2 separate regions of the Oryctolagus cuniculus genome follow, and region 1 is linked to region 2. A link is a contact called in public Hi-C data. All regions are on one chromosome and are shown on one strand. The core of a region is the stretch at or near the end of the contact, and the rest is flanking DNA. Distances in the headings are between cores, read along the strand shown.

Evidence for each region. Hi-C and Micro-C count contacts between places; a contact is called where the count stands out from the background.
Region 1: a contact with region 2 is called in a Hi-C map of embryonic fibroblasts, with 2.2 times the contacts expected there. The contact joins two enhancer-like sites. A contact is called at or near these places in 3 of 6 Hi-C or Micro-C datasets (embryonic fibroblasts, liver and skin fibroblasts).

The regions. Positions count from the first base shown.
Region 1 is chr5:53,394,933-53,397,632 of mOryCun1.1, reverse strand. No RefSeq gene overlaps it. Among named protein-coding and RNA genes, the nearest start is that of RFX6, 110 kb to the left of the region's middle. Within about 2 kb of position 1,437, at least 1 of the 8 cell types and tissues checked has an H3K27ac peak or open chromatin away from gene starts, as enhancers often do.
Region 2 is chr5:53,236,515-53,239,214 of mOryCun1.1, reverse strand. No RefSeq gene overlaps it. Among named protein-coding and RNA genes, the nearest start is that of VGLL2, 100 kb to the right of the region's middle. Within about 2 kb of position 1,379, at least 1 of the 8 cell types and tissues checked has an H3K27ac peak or open chromatin away from gene starts, as enhancers often do.

The sequences.
Region 1 (2,700 bases), core at 188-2,687, 160 kb before region 2:
AAAGGCCGCAATGGCTAGGGTTGGGCCAAGCCAAAGCCAGGAGGCAAGTGCTTCTTTCAGGTCTGCCACATGGGTGCATGGGCCCAAGCACTTGGGCCATCCTCCACCAGGGAGATGGATCAGAAATGGAGCAATCAGGGCTTGAACTGGTTCCCAGATGAGATACTGGTGCTTTAGGCAGTGGCTTTACCTGCTAAGCCACAGCACTGGCCCCTTTAAAATGTTTTAAATAATCTATGTTGTCAGCAGGGTCTCAAAGTACAAAATTATGCAAAAAATCAGGATATAATAGCTAAAAATGTATTTCACAAACAAAGTCTACTATACTCATGATTCAGTAAATGAAAGAATAGTTTAGTCAATAGTCTGATTTTATACAAATATTTTCATTTATTTAAATACAAAAAAAAATACTTTAATGGTTTTGCTACCAGGCTGTATTTTATGTGAGTGGGGTCCTTAATAATATAGTTGAGTTGATAAAAATTAAGTTAAGCATTTTATTCCCCAAATCTTCTCAGGGAAGAGGGGACACGGGAGTCGACTTGGAGTGCTATTGGAGACATATCATTAGGCTTACCTACAAGGATTTATCACACTGAGGAGGTCTTCCTTCTCTATTACCTTCACTTGTGAATATATAATAGTTTAATAGGCTCTCTTCTGAGAATTGAAATGTCCCACAAGAGCAGTCTAAAAATCAAGGGCCTTATTTTACAATGGGACTTATAATGTGTTTTGTTGCTTTGGGTATTAAGTAAATCTAGTTGAACTGTTGCAGCTAAGCTTATCAAAATCAACAGTTTCTGTACATGGTCATTTGCATATAATAGAACCCACCCTCACACACACTGATATGCACTCACTACCCAGTGCCACTGGGCTTTATATGAACAAGAAATTTCACAACATCTTTAGAGAACTTGTTGGTCATATTTACCAACAAGTTGAAACTTGTTTAAAGCACAGTAGAAAGGCAGCAAAGGTCAAAGACAACTTTCCTCTTACAAAATCTCTCCTCTCAAGCAAAGTAAGTTTGTACTTGATCTCCATGGTGGAAATATTTTCTGTCTCTAAAGAAGTTAAATTGCCACTCTGTGTACATATGACATCACACTTTAGCTTGAACAAATGAAAAAAAGATAAAATACAATGTTAACAGATACCAGGGGAACTTCAACATAAGGGTCCAAGAACAATGAGCATTTTAATTCCATGTTTGGAACACTCTGCGCCACCCTGCGGTCTTTCCTATAGTCATGGGAGCTATTTGGCAGTTTGGCTTTAGCACACAAGAGTCAACTGACTCCCCAGTACCTTTGCCACAAGCCTGTGAATGTAAGATGGAAAAAAAATTTCAACATGCGCTATTTGGACATCTGCCCTCGACAAGCACATTTGTTGTTCATACATGGTCTTTTGGCTGCCTTCTCTTCCAGCCATCTGTTGAAAGAGGCATTGTGCCTGCTCTGATAGGATGGCGCCACTATTTCTAAGAGACTCACAAAACATACATCTTAAGTACCTGGGCTTTAAAAATTTTAAAACACATTTTCTGATCCAAATTTAATTGAAAATGATATATATTACATACATAATATATATTGTATAAATGTACATTTATTATTGAAGACTTTAAAGGGACACTTTAAATTCACAGCAAAATTAAGAGGAAGACTCAGAGAAATCCCACATAGCTCCTATCCCCAGTATATACATTTTAAAACTGCAGAGTTGACACATTGTTAAAGACTGAATTCTGTGTCCAGATAACCTGTGAGATCCCCCAAAGAACTACTCCAGACTTCCTTTCAATTGAATGGATAATGATTTTGAATGCTGCTTTTTCCATAATTGAATACAGGATATAAATAAAGCTGTGGGCATCACTGCTGTCTCCTTTCATGTGACTAGCTCAGAGAAAACAGCAACTATACACCTGTTATCCCCTTATCATCAGAACAACACATATCACATCAATTCACACAAATTGTTTATATGCTTGGAATATTTGATTTTTGCATAATTGATTATGGCTCAGACCATGTGAGACTAAATTGTCATTAGCAAGGCTATATTGGCACTGATGTTTCATGACTGGGATAGTAGATTAGCTCCATGAAATTCTCAAGGATGGGATTACCTTTCCAAAGAAGGTAGGGTTGACTCTTTTATAACTTTGAGCCAGTGCATTTTTATGTTTGCCATTTCCCTTTTTCAAGATTTGAATGTGCTTCTTCCCAGATTCCTAAGCATCCCAAGGTGGAATGTGAGCCCATCTCCAGGTATCTGTCAGGTTTCGTCTTTCCACTGGATAGGTCATCATGTTTTACAGCCAACTGGTGTGTGCTTCTGCATTTGGCTGATGATCATCTCACGTATTTACATCTGGATCAAAAGCAAAGTTAATTTGGGAAGCAGGCCTACCATTGCCAGCCATACACCACCTAAATGTGTTCTAGCTTTGAATCACAAAATAAATTTGGCATTGTGTATGAATGCTACCAAATATCATAATTTCTAAGTTTTTATCCTCCAAATTCCCAATGAAAGAATTAGTGGATCCTGAACTGATATTGATATTTAAAGAATTACTTAAAACAATGTATATTTTTTAAAATAGCATGCTTTATAGTATTGTGTTCATGTTCAAGATTAAATGAACATAAGTAATCTGATTTCATGTATAAAGCTAAACTT
Region 2 (2,700 bases), core at 130-2,629:
GAAAAATGCCCTTACTTCTATGTCACCTGATCCATAAATGAATGCCACAATCCTCCCTCTATCTATAACTGGTGAAATACTCACAATTTAACCACCTAACATTTTTAGTTACTATGGATCAGAATCACAGTTCTGATCACTTTAAAGCATTTAATTTATTTTGATTGATATCTTATGAAGCATACATTATCATTAACTATATCATTTGCAAAAGAAAATGCATATTCTAAGACTATAAGTAATCACTTCAAGGTAGCATAGCTACTGAGTTTTGAACTCAAATCCTTTTTTCAAACCTAGTTCTATTTGCTCTCCCACTGGCAATTCCTGAGACTGCCTGACTTCAGAGTCCCTATCCTGTTTCTGTTCTCTTTTTCCCCTTCTCAGGCTTCCATTTGCCCCCTGGGGAATCTTCTCTACCTCGTCTTTTTCTTGGTGATGCATAATTTTTGTCTTTAGATCAGATCCTCCAGAACAGCTTTTTTAATTCTGTTCTTAATTCACCATGCTGGCAGGCTGACCACATAACAGAATCTGTTCTGAGGGAGGAGAGGCTATCCTTATTGGCTTGTCCAGCCAGTCTGAGTCATGCAGAGAGTTCCCAGTGAAAGGAGGGAAGCAGTGGGATGCAGTGGGTCCATCGTCCACGCTCTGCATGGAATGCAAAGAAAGAAGTAGAGACCAAGGAAGAAAGCCAAGTCCAAAGAACAGAACAGCCAGCCTAAATACTATCCCCAAAATATTGTTCATGAAGAGAACATGTGACCTTTTAACCACAATTAGTAAGAAGCTGGTTACGCTACAGAACAGAGTATTGAGTACCAATGGTAGTTCTGGCAGCGTGAGGAATGTTTTCTCACACACAGCTGCAGCATACCAAGCTTCCAAGCTTTCCCCCAGGCTATTATATGAGACGGGCTAGTTCTCATGAATGCCCTCCATTCTGAAAAATGCCTGGTTATCCCCACATAAAATGTTTGCCTTTTAACAGGTGCCTCCTATGCCCAAAGGAGTAATTATAGTGAAAGCTTCAGGCTTCTTTACTGACCAGTAATAGGATTTTTAGGAAGACCCCCAAAGCAAGCTGAGTAGGCAGTTTCTTCTTAGAGATAAAGCCTGATTAAGAGCCTTGTGTGTTCCCTGCTTCCACATTGGATCCATCATCCATGAACTTAGGTGCCTTTCACTGACTCCATTTGTATTGCCACACTACTGTTAAAATCCAAAGTCTAATCTCCCCACACCCTGGGAGGAGGGAGTGGAGATGCCATCGCTGTGGCAATTTGGCATCTCCCATGGAAGCCATTATAACCCTGATCCGGAGCTTTGTGGCACCCATTCCCCCACTTATGTGAAGAGGCTGTCAAAAAGCTTCTCTTAGTAAAGCAGTGTCAGGTTACCAACAGCTGGTAGCTATTCTCTGCAGCCAGGCTGCAGGCTAATGGGCAGTTATGGGTTAAATGTGTAGTATTGCCTATGGGTGGCTGCACTATAAACTGGGCCTCCTGGAGACACAATGCCTTAACTAGAGCATGGCTCCCATGGTAGGAATGACAGAACCTGGCAAGATAGTAGGGAGAGAGATTTCAGGGCTGGCAGACTTTCTGGAACCCAAAATAACAACCAGTAGGAGGCTGACTACGTGGCCCCCATAGAAGGTCATGCTACCCCTGCTCTGTCAGCAGGAGCCCTCTGAATCATCTCAACACTTTCTATTTAGCCAAGCTCCTCTCCCCCTCCCATTCCACTGTCCTCAGGCTTTAGAGCTATTTTTGAAATAGAGAGGCAATCGGGAATCATTTCTTTAGATTTGCTAGAGAAATGTCAAACGGATAAGGCACAAGATGCTGGGAATCCAGCACCCTCCTCTTACCCGCAAGGCCCAAGAAACTCAATGCTGGCGAAGCATTAGGGAGCCAGCTGGAACTCACATGGCCAATACTGCTCCCATAAATCCCAGTTATCCTAGAGATACACAATCTTTTCCTTGAACCACCTCTCCTTTTCCCTCAAAATGAGAGCAGGAAGCATGACAATCATCCACACACAGGATTCCTCTCCCACCACTCACTTTCCATTCCTGCCAGAGGCTCCCCGGCGCAGCGAGCTACGCACAGATTCCCGGGATTCCCACGGCATAGCAGCCATGCTTCAAAGAGGTGCTGCAGCTTGTTATGAGAGATGCCACGCATGGTTCCTGGAGGGTATATTTTCATTTAGTCTGCATGTTTGGCACACTCCAACTATAAACAGAAGCCCAAGGTAGAAATAGATGGCATGACTGGTTTACACTGAGAGTGTTGAAAATGTATAATCAATTAACAGTGATAATAAAGTGTCTCATAGGAAGATAAAGCAGCAATTCCCCAAGCTGTAGCACATTCACATCCAGCCTTACAGCTTACATGAGTTTAGGGAGAGTGATGGGCAAACATGAGAGCTATGCAAATTATGAGAGTCCCCTTTTATGTTTACATTTGTGCATATTTCTGGCTATTTTTGCTGATAGGCAGATTAGCAGCCCTGCTGATCATTTGATCTCCTGACAGAAGTGAAAAATCATTCACTCCTCCAGAAACATGCTCTCTGTTTCCTCAGTGGATGGATTTAAAAACCTGCTCACTGTTACTTGCAGGCATCAGCCACACACATGACCATGCCTGGGAATTTCTAGGGTAAAATCACTCCAAAAAGTGGCAA